Regions from separate parts of the Mus musculus genome. Here region 2 is linked to region 1. Evidence: chromatin contacts called from public Hi-C data. All regions are on one chromosome and are shown on one strand. The core of a region is the stretch at or near the end of the contact, and the rest is flanking DNA. Distances in the headings are between cores, read along the strand shown.

Evidence for each region. A called contact is a pair of places that touch in the nucleus more often than the background predicts.
Region 2: a contact with region 1 is called in a Hi-C map of neural stem cells, with 3 times the contacts expected there. The contact joins the promoter of Rgs9 here to the enhancer-like site in region 1. A contact is called at or near these places in 13 of 39 promoter capture datasets (the 3T3-L1 cell line, 3T3-L1-derived adipocytes, cranial neural crest and 9 more), 17 of 484 Hi-C or Micro-C datasets (the G1E-ER4 cell line, LSK cells, Th17 cells and 12 more), 2 of 115 datasets of contacts at active chromatin or transcription factors (embryonic stem cells and neural progenitor cells) and 5 of 9 other capture datasets (adipose tissue, embryonic tail, embryonic trunk and 2 more).

Annotation. Positions count from the first base shown.
Region 1 is chr11:109,260,920-109,266,855 of GRCm38.p6, forward strand. All of the region lies in intron 8 of Rgs9 (regulator of G-protein signaling 9), which reads right to left. Among named protein-coding and RNA genes, the nearest start is that of Rgs9, 34 kb to the right of the region's middle. Within about 2 kb of position 3,697, at least 11 of the 459 cell types and tissues checked have an H3K27ac peak or open chromatin away from gene starts, as enhancers often do. A contact at or near this core is called in neural stem cells, where this site is marked.
Region 2 is chr11:109,294,276-109,299,714 of GRCm38.p6, forward strand. It overlaps Rgs9 (regulator of G-protein signaling 9), which reads right to left and starts at 3,906. Exons shown (of 19, transcript NM_011268.2): 1 at 3,663-3,906. The coding sequence starts at 3,719. Gm39441 (a long non-coding RNA gene) reads left to right here and starts at 3,955. Exons shown (of 3, transcript XR_880277.3): 1 at 3,955-4,175.

The sequences.
Region 1 (5,936 bases), core at 2,447-4,946:
TCTAGGACATCTGGTCAACTTCAGATAAACACAAGTAATTCATTCATGTCCTATTTAGTTTTGGAGGAGTCCGGATATAAATTGCTTGGTTGGTGGGTTTTTGCTTGCTTGCTTGCTTGCTTGCTCGCTTGCTTGCTTGCTTGCTCGCTTGCTTGCTTGCTTGCTTGCTCGCTTGGTTTTGCTGTTGTGTTTTGGTTTTTCCTTGCAGGGTGGGGAACAGAGTCTTTATGTACCAGGCTTGCCTCGAACTCACCATGTAGCCTAAATCACTCTAGAACTTGTAATCCTCCTGCCTCAGCCTTAAGTTATAGGCTCATGTCACCATGCCCAGCTCCAATAGGTTAGCTCTAATTATATACTTAGCTCCAGTAGTTTAGCACTTCTTGTATACTTATACTAAAAACATAAAATAGATTTTCGTGGCAAATAAATTCTGATATAGAATATTTGTAAAAGTGCTTTCAACGCAAGTCTGACACCCTGAGTTCAGTTCCCAGAGCACAGGTGAAAAGCTGGTGATGTGGTGCACACCTGTAATCACAGCCTGGTGCACACCTGTAATCACAGCCTGGTGCACACCTGTAATCACAGCCTGGTGCACATCTGTAAACACAGCCTGGTGCACATCTGTAATCAATCACAGACTGGTACACATCTGTAATCACAGACTGGTGCACACCTATAATCACAGCCTGGTGCACATCTGTAATCACAGCCTGGTGCATACCTGTAATCACAGCCTGGTGCACATCTGTAAACACAGCCTGGTGCATACCTGTAATCACAGCCTGGTGCATATCTGTAATCAATCACAGCCTGGTACACATCTCTAATCACAGCCTGATGCACATCTGTAATCACAGCCTGGTGCACATCTGTAATCACAGCCTGATGCACATCTGTAATCACAGCCTGGTGCACACCTGTAATCACAGCCTGGTGTACATCTGTAATCAATCACAGCCTGGTGCACATCTGTAATCACAGCCTGGTACACACCTGTAATCACAGCCTGGTGCACATCTGTAATCACAGCCTGGTGCACACCTGTAATCACAGCCTGGTGCACACCTGTAATCACAGCCTGGTGCACACCTGTAATCACAGCCTGGTGCACACCTGTAATCACAGCCTGGTGCACATCTGTAATCAATCACAGCCTGGTGCACATATGTAATCACAACCTGATGCACATCTGTAATCACAGCCTGGTGCACATATGTAATCACAACCTGATGCACATCTGTAATCACAGCCTGGTGCACACCTGTAATCACAGCCTGGTGCACACCTGTAATCACAGCCTGGTGCACACCTGTAATCACAGCCTGGTGCACATCTGTAATCAATCACAGCCTGGTGCACATATGTAATCACAGCCTGGTGCACACCTGTAATCACAGCCTGGTGCACATATGTAATCACAACCTGATGCACATCTGTAATCACAGCCTGGTGCACATCTGTAATCACAGCCTGGTGCACATCTGTAATCACAGCCTGGTGCACACCTGTAATCACAGTCTGGTGCACATCTGTAAACACAGCCTGGTGCACATCTGTAATCACAGCCTGGTGCACATCTGTAATCACAGCCTGGTGCACATCTGTAATCACAGCCTGGTGCACATCTGTAATCACAGACCTCCTTCAGAGAGATGGTTGGCAGAAACAGGAGCCTCCACCAGAAGCTCACAGGCCAGCAAGCCTAGAGTACTTAACATGGCTACAGCAATGAAAGACCCTCAACCCAGCTCCAGTGCTGTCCTCTAACCTCTATGCCCTTGGTGTGGCAAGCGTGTGTGCATGTGTCTGCACTCACACACATGAAGTTAATCAATTAATTAAAAACCAGATGCCTTGTATCCAGCTTGCTAAATATGATATCCTAGCTCAGCAGGCTACCACAGATGCAAATGCTGGGCCTACTAACCACAAGAGGAAGAGATGAAAACCAAACCAGGAAATGCATGAGAGGAAGATGAGGAGAGGGAGCGCCCACCCTCACCCTAACCTGTGACCTCGATCAGTACTATACATATACCAGACACCGTGCTATGTCTTGAGAGACTAGTTGACTATAACATGAGACTCCTGCTTTGGGGGGCATCCCCAGAAGACACAGGGAGTCACTTCCAGTCTTGGGGAGGGTAGAAATCCCTTAGTAGTCTCAACAAGATAAGTGTCATGATGACTGTGATGAAGTGTAGCAGTCCCAGACAGCCCTCAAGGCGACCTAAACCCCATATGAAAGAGAAGCGAAGGATGTGGCCACCAGACTAATGCTTTCACCTAAAATGGGCTCCAGGCACTTCCCCCATGTCTGCTACAGAGTAAAACCCACCAGCAGAGCTGAGGGTGAACTTCACATACATGCAGACGTTCACGTTGTGTTGTCTAGTACACCTACACACCCTCTCAACTTACGCATGCCTACTCATATACACATACACACTCACACACTCACGCACATCTAAACATACTCATACATACTCACCGCACACTCAGAACCCACCCACCCCCAGCCCCAACACCCCCTGTGCCCCCCTCCCCCCCTCCCAGGCTCCCTTCACAGGCCCTAGCTGCCTGAGCAACTCCGTGGGGTCGCCTGCTCCAGGCTTGAGTTTGGCTATTTAGCTATTCCTTTGACCTGGCCCCACAGACTACAGAAATAAGATGGCCTGGGGCTCAGTTGTATTATGTGCACAGTTGAAACCAGTTCCAAGGCAACCTCTGCTACCAGGCTCTCTGTCAACCTCTGAGCCTTATTGTTTTACTGTCTCTCTAGTTAGAGCTCACTACCACCACACCACCTGTGAGGATTTCCTCAGCAGCTGTAGGGGACAGCCAGCCCTACACCCTCCTCTGCCTGTGCCTTCATCTTGACCTCTCTGGGGGTAGCAGCTTTTTAATTCCCAGTTGAAGAAGCTGTAATCCCAACCACTGTCCTGTCCATAGTCCCCCAGACGGTTACAAGTATGAGAAACTCCCAGGTTCGTTCATTCATTCATTTATCCATCCATTCATCTATCAGACAATTAGTATAATCTTTACCCTACTGTAATAACTGCCAGGGCTACTGGCCCACAAGTGAGTACTTCATTGAAGATTACCCAGAGCCGATCATCAATGCACAATCAATAAAGGTAATCAAGTGAGGTGCCACTAGCAGATGCCTTCTATCCCGGTGTCTCCACACCGAAAGCCTCTCAGAGATGTGCAAACTATGAGCTTCCCTCCTTCAGCTTGAGGAACTGTGAGCACCAGGGTATGACGTCTCTATCACATCCCTTAGGCATAGCAAAAAAGGCAATTTGCTAAATGCCTGATAATCTGATAGTGACGTCAGCAGGAACCAGCATGCCAGGGTGGCACCAGCCCTCTACCAGTCACAGAGTTCACTCTCTAATCCCCTTCCTGGTCACCACTCTGTTCCCTAAAGCGTCAGACTCTTTGGCTCATGGGTCTGAGAGGATAAACAAAACAGTACATTGTTTTATAAACATAATACAATGAGGAAAGGGAGGAGGAAAAATGAGGCTGAACCGAGGAGACAATTTTAGGTTGAAGAGTTTAAAGTCTGTTCCAAGCACAGCTTGATGTGAGTGTCAGCTTTGTTGGGGAGGTGGCTCCTGGCGCCTGGTCTGATGCAAGACGCCTTTCTTCTACAAGACTGTGTGGCATTCTGTATGTCACTCGCTCATTTGCATAATCGTTTAGTCATCGCTTCCTCCACAATCCTATAGTAAGTTCCTTGAGACCATGAACCGTGTCTGTCCTGGCTCATAAGGCTGTCTATCCCCATTGCCCCAAGATCATCTACCATAAAATAAACATCCAAAAGTTACGTTGATTTTGTTTAATTACCACCAGCATCTGTTGAGGGTCTCATACTGTTTTGTGACACAACACTACATTTCAGACTATTTTCTAGGTTAATGAATGGTCTTTGACCATATCGTTTTAATAGATTCACAATGGCCTATGGAATCAGATATAAGCTAGGTTGCCATTCTCCACTGCAGGGCATTGAGCACAAGCTCAGCAGGAAGTAGAGAGCAGATACCTTCTTTGTTGATGTTTTGTTTTGTAGCTGTAATGAAGACTGCTTAGTGTTCATTCACATGACCTTAGGATACACGGCCAGAAAATGCCTTTTCCCCAGAAAACCAGGCCTGGGTGATGGACTGTGTCCTCAGAAGACACCAAGTCACTGGTGTTGCCCAGGTGGCTCAGTGAAGTTACGGGAAACATCGAAATGTTTTGCTCCAGGAATCTTGTCTCAGTGTGGGTGTAGCTCAGTTGGTAGAGTGCTTTCCTGGCATAGATGAAGCCCTGGGTTCCAGCCCCAGCAACATACAAATTGGGTATGGAAATAAAGATAAGAGATTGGGCGTTCAAGGTCATCCTTAGCTATAGAAGGAAGCCATTTCTCCCTTGTTCATTTATATTGTTTGTATCACACATAGATCTGTATTTTGATCCATTTGGGTCAAACTCGATGACTGACCAACTACTACCCATGCCTGAACACCTTCTCCTGATGATGCTTTTCTGGATACAGCATCAGACAGGTGTCCTGTCTCTGCAGGTGCACACACAGTACAAACTCAATGTTGTCTATCTGGCATCATGTGCCCAACACTCTTTTCCTGCCAGTCGTGGCTCAATAAGGATTTCGCCAATAAGAACGAGACAGATGAGCAGCCTCAGTGGTTAAAGCTCTTGCTGTACAGGCCTGAGGTCTAGAGTTCAGATCTCTAGAATGACACGAATGATGGATGGGTTGGAACAGCTGGCCTGTAATTCCAGGCTTGGAGGACAGTGAGGTGGTCACCAGAGCAAGCTGGATAGAGAGACTAGGCTCATCAGTGAGCTCTGCATTTGACTTTGAGGAAACGCCTCAAAGAACAGGGTGAGAAGAAGAGAGGATGCTTTCTGACATCAACCTTAGGTCTCTACATGCATACAGACACATGTGTGCCTCTGCAAACAGCAAGCATGCATACATACAACACACATACACACATGCATGCACACACATATATACACATATATATGCATACACACATGCACATACACATGCACGCACACATACACAGTGCACACACATACACATACATATACAAATGCATGCATGCACACACACATATACATACACATGCATACACAAACACACATATATACCATATACATGCATAAGCATACACACTCATATGCACGCATACATAAATGTGCATACACACATACATACGCACATGCACCTACATACACACACATGCATGGAGACACACACACACACTCATGTGTACACACACATGACAAATGAGCAAGTTAACAGATCATCTGGTAACTGTGACCACGTCACACTCTAACAGGTGGCTGCGGTGGGTCTACAGAGCTCCTGCTCAGCATCCACCGAGCCAAATGCTTGGCTTGCTACGGCTGGCTCTTTTCCCACTGCGTTGAGGTTTGTTTGGGTCTCCTGGAGACAGTCTGGCAGTCTGTGGGCTCCAGGGCTCCCTAAGCTTGTCAGACAGATTGCTCTGTTCCAGGCAGAGATGTTCCTTAGATAGAACACCATCTTCCCTGTGCTGGCCAGTGAGAGATGAAGATTATCCAAGAAGAATCGGTGACAGCAGCCCCCCAATACAGCCCTACCTCATTCCTGATGCTACCTGGGTTTCATGTGTTCTCTGCATTTTAAGACTGCCCCAAGCGTATCAAAGCTTCTCTCTAAACTAGTCCCCGCCCCCTATACTATCAGAGTAGTCAGGCTTGTTCAAACACAAATGTTTGTGTATGGAGCATGGGTGACTCAGGTTACACGCAAACTAAACTACATGAGGACGTCGGGTGACACTGTCACAGGAGACAAAGAAAGCATAGGGACTAAGAGAGAGGGCTGCATAGTTAATTAAGGGTGTGGGTTCAGA
Region 2 (5,439 bases), core at 2,656-5,155, 34 kb after region 1:
AGCGAGGGTCATTTTAGAAGAAGGAATCTTTTTATTATTATTATTATTATTATTATTATTATTATTATTATTATTAGTTAGTTAGTTTTGGTTTTTCGAGACAGGGTTTCTCTGTGTAGCCCTGGCTGTCCTGGAATTCACTCTGTAGAGTGAATGCTGGCCTTGAACTCAGTAGAAGAAGGAATCTTAATAAAGAAAATGCCTCAATAGGATTAGCCTGTAAGCCAGCCTATGGGGCATTTTCTTGATTGAGGATTAATATGGGAAGGCCCAGCTTACTGTAGGCAGTGGCACCACTGAGCTAGCAGTCCTGGATGCTATCAGACATCAGGCTGAGCAAGCACTGGGGAACAATTCAGTAAGCAGTGTTCCTCTGTAGCCTCTGCTTCACTTCCTGCCTCCGGGTTTGGGCCCTGACTTCCCTCAGTGATAAACTGCTACCTAGAAGTATAAGATAAAACAAACCCATTCCTCCCCAAATTGCACTGAGCTTGAGGTGGAGGTCTGTGATGGAAACACTTTGACTCACAGGAGACAAGGCCCTACTGAGCAGCATCGGTCTCCCGCCTTTGAGAAGAGCCTCCATTTCCAGGGTGTCTGGAGTAATGGGGCAGGTACAGGAGACCCTTACATTGACTTGCTGGACTCGGGGGAAATGAAGATAGCTTATTATCCATCTGTCTCACCACAGTGGTCATCTTAGCTTACAGTCAGGCACATCATTTGTCTGTTCCAAACTTTGCAATGATTCCCTAGGGTGGGTAGGGGATCAAACTGCCTTCAAGGCATTCTGGGGGCTCATTATTATCGGGCTCATTATTGTCTCCCCTGCTCCCTCTACCTTTCTGCCTGTTTCTTGTGCTTTAAAATATGTCTACGAAGGGCCAACAGACCCTCAGACTCACCAGATCCCCTGTGTCTTTGCACTTCCATACCTTGGTGCATGTTGTCCTCTCTTCCTGCAGTCTCATCTATCTGTCCCTCCCCCCCCTTCCCTCCTCTGTCTCTCTCTGTCTCTCTATCTCTGTGTGTTTGTCTCTGTCTCTCTCTCCTTCCCTCCTTCTTCCTTTCTCTGTCTCCCTGTCTATCTCTGTGTGTTTGTCTGTCTCTCTCCCTCTCTCCTTCTTCTTCCCCCTCCTTCCTCTCTGTGTCTCTCTATGTCTCTGTCTGTCTGTCTGTCTCTCTCCCTCCTTCTCCTCCCTCCTCTTTCTCCTCCTCCTCCTTCTCCTCCTCCTTCTCCTCCTCCTCTTCCTCCTCCTCCTCCTCCTCCTTCTTCTTCTTCTTTCTCTCTCTCTCTCTCTCTCTCTCTCTCTCTCTCTCTCTCTCTCTCTCTCTGCCTAGACTCCCCCATTTATCCTTCAGTTCTCAGACCCATGTCCCCTGGTTATGCAGGCCCCCTCCCCTATCCCACACCAGAAGAAGACTCTGATCATTGTATCACACTTGCCGTGCCTGTATTGTTTCCAGGTTCCACCTATGCTTGTGTGCCTGGCAAGTCACTTAACCTCTCTGAGCCTCAGTATCCTTCTCTGTAAAGGACAATGGCAACTGTCTGACAAAACAAGACAATGCACGCAAAGCCCTGCCCACCTTGGACACTGATGGAGTGGAGAATAGTACCTCACCTGGGTCCGCATTCTGCTGGTCCCGGCCTTTTTTCTGAAAGCCTGGTTACTAACTCAGGTGGATAACTGCTGAGGACTTTCTACCATAGGCTCCTGAGGTTCTGTAGACCTCTGTTCTGTCCTCTGACCTACGGGGTTCTGTGATCCAACTCAAGACCCCAGTGGGCACAGATGGGAAGCAGACAGGATCCTTACCAGGACAAAGCAGCTAGGAGAACAATACTGTGGGTGAGGAGGACACAGTCTGTAGATCCAGAGAGGGAAGTTGCTCTCCCCATGGAGTCAGAAGGACCCTGCTTCACAGAGGAGCGGGAGTTTGGCAGAGGGGGGAAAGGATCTTTCTGTAAAAGCATGGGGTCCTAGAGAAATGAGGACATTCTGAGTGACAGCTTAGGGTGGCTGGCCTGCTTTGTTCTTCTCCTTGGAGGGCAGGAGTGGGAGTTGAGTAAGAGGAAGAGCCAGGGAGATGGTGGAAACTGGGCCCCGAGCAACCAGGCTGCAAAGGGTGGACAGTGTCCTGTGCATCTAGGAAGCCAATGGGGCCAGGGGTGGGGGGAACATCCTATATGAGAACTCACTCAGTGTGGGAAAGAAAACCAATGTGTATGAAGGGTGTCAGGGAGGAGGGGAGAGGCAGTGAGGACCATGAAGTAGGGTGAATGCAGAGGCTGTGTAGAAGAAGAGGTTTGGCTGGGAGTAAAGGGGAGATGGGCTAGATGGGACTGGACAGGGTGTAGAAGGGGAGGCTGGGGTGGAGGTGAGGGGGGAAGGTTAGGATGGAGAGAATCAGAGGACAGGCTGGGGAGGAAGTGAGAGGGTCTGAGGAGGAGCTGAGGAAGATTGTGTGGAGGTACAGCATGCCGGGGGTGTGGGGGGAGGATGCTGGAGAGCAAGACACCACTCAGAAGGCCAAGGGAAAGGATGCATGGGAGTGATAAACACACGAGTGCTACAGATAGGTGCTCTAAGCTCCAAGCCAGGGCCGTCCTGCACGGCAGGAGAAGACCAGCCTAGACACGATCTGAAAATGACGTTCGACTTTGGACCACCAGACTTGGGCAGCCTCTTGTCCTTTCAGGAGCTGGGAGCTGCACTGTCTACTCTCCTGAGTGAGACAGTGTTCCCTTCTGTTTACGGCATGGCCCTTACATCTCTTCTATCTGGCTTCTCGGGGAGATGACCAGGTGTGCCGAATGTCCTGGTGTGCCCAGGTCTGTCCAGCTTTTAACATCTTGTAGATTAGGATACTTAGTCACCAACTGCACCCAGTTGCTAAGCTCCAGAGGCTCAAGGCAGGGAGGGCCCAGCTTGTCACAGAACATCCATCGGGCTAATTCCCTCAACAGGATAATCCTATGAAAAGTGGCATGAGCCAGAGGTAGGGCAGACAAGTGACCTGGGACTTAATCCTGTGAGTGTCTCTTCCCACACTGTCTAACTTAAAAGCCCAGAACTAAATGAACCACTTTGTCCCCAAACACGTCACCCCATAGGTACATTCCACCTCCCACATGTCCATCGGGAACGGACACCCTGTTCTGGCCATTAGCCATCGACAAGAAACGGTTCTAACTATACAGAAAACACACAGATTGCCATCCTGGGATCAGGGGAGGCTCTTGATCCCACAAATCACATTTTCCTGGTCTTTTTATACACACAGGCATACACACACTTAAAAATCCTGCTGTTTAGTATTGGGGGAAATGTTCATTTAATAGCCGATTCCTTGTAACAATATAGGCTGTCTCAAATCACCGCGCAGCTTCAAGCACTCTCCTGAGTAACAGGTTGTTTTTGGCCTGCAGCAGACCATCACGGCTGCCTTCGAATTCTCCACTACAGTTTACGCGAAAACCCAATCATTATGGTTTTTAAATACAACACATAGAGCCACATAGAAGTCATTTAGTAAAATTGGGCAGCGCGGATCGACCTAGATGGACGCCCTCTGCCCCTGCCCAATCTTCCCTTGGACACTCCACATACTGGGTCCCCGCCCACTTGCCAGGGTCCAGATGGGGATTCCCAGGGTACCTTTTGGAGAAATGCCATCCTCGGCCTGTACTGCTGGCCTTGGTGTCGGATCGTCATTCTGGACCCTGGATGAATTCACGACCACAACACGAATGGGAGCGAAAGGGGAAACCCCCAAGTTCACAAGCCAGCCTGGTCTGCCCCAGCCTGGGCGTAGACCGGGAGGCACAGAGAGCGGAGCGCGCAGGGCCCAGAATACCGCCCTCCACCCCTCGACTCTCCCTCGCACCCGCCGACATGCAAAGCAGCTGGAATTCGCGCCAACCAATCAGCGAGCAGCGCCGCGCGCTCATTAGCATGCACTGCGCGGGCTCCCACCTGCCACCAGGGGGCGGCGTCCGGCTCCACCTGGACCAAACCTCAGGTAGGAAGGCCAGATCAGGGATGCTGAAGCTAGAGCATCTGCCCCAAGGTGTGTGAGCCTGTTAATCTCTTTATATACAGAAGTGAGACAGAGCACAGTGGGAAAGGAGCTTTCCGACGCCAGCTTGCAGGAGAGTTGGACATCTTTGGGTAAGTCAGCGCTAAGAATTTCTTTATAAGAGAAGAGAAAATTTTAAACAGTTTCATGGTATCCAATAGAAGTGTCCATGAAGCTTCTAATAGATAAGTGAGCAACGCTGTGATTGTTCCTAGATAGATATTTAAGATAAAAAAAAATACCAGATGTAGACTTTTATTAATTGGCCTAACAAATAGACTAACTAGTAAGATGTTGGTTTCAAGAGAGGAAGAAGTGAAGAAGCCCATAGACACTCTTTAGCTAACTGTGTGCCCTTAGGCAAATTATATTTTACTTCTAATTCCCGATACTTGTATTTGTTTGTCTTTAATAGACTCTTAAAGGAACTTTTAAACTGACCTAAAAATTGGGCAGATGGGACAGAATAGATGCCTCCAGAGTGGCCACCTGCTCCACACATTCATAACCCCCCTCCAGGGTCAACCTGTCTGGGGAGATTGGTATGTGTCACCAATTGATGAGCCTATATTGGCATATATCCAGAAAAAAAAAAAAAGGATGAAGCCTCCACTTAGTCTACACAAGCAGGATAGATATACAATGTCGCATCTCGCATGTTTAAGTTGAAAAAGAACAAAGGGATTCGCCTTAGTGGTGCTCAGTCAACTGGTATACCTTTAGCATCTAAGCCCTTATCCACTATTTTTTTTTCCTTTCAGGCACATTTATTTGTAAGAATCCGTTGAACGCTGTGGACACTCTCAGAAAGCATGCTCACACACATGTTCACATAACACTGACTCCAGTTTGCAAACAATGTCAAAGTGCTCGTTTCCCCTGGGCCCCATGCAGAAGCCCCCACATCACAAACTTCAGTGAAAAGGATGTGAGCTCTCCAGGGATGGGTTGATGCAGAGGACCGGGGTTTCTGCCAATCATACCAGACCTCTGAGAAGCGTGTTCCTTATGTGAGCTGGGATCCCAGGAAAAAGCTGCAATGTCTTGACGTTTCCTCATGGAACAACTTCTGGGTTTAGTGTTACACGGAATACACATAAGCAAATAAAGCCAGCATTTCTTAGTTCTATAAATTCTGAGTAAGGAAAATAGAGGTGATTTCCTAAGGGGGTGGATTGGGAGCTTAAGTCATTCAGCAATGAGGAAAATCGAAAATGTAAGGAATTGTGCTCAGCTCTAGAATAGGAGCCGTCGTAGAGAGCATGCTGCTCACTGTCATCTCTTCTTTCAAGCTTCCCTGTGAAGCAGTCATATTTTGGAGGATTTTCTCTTAGCCTATTGGACCAGAGATGCTTG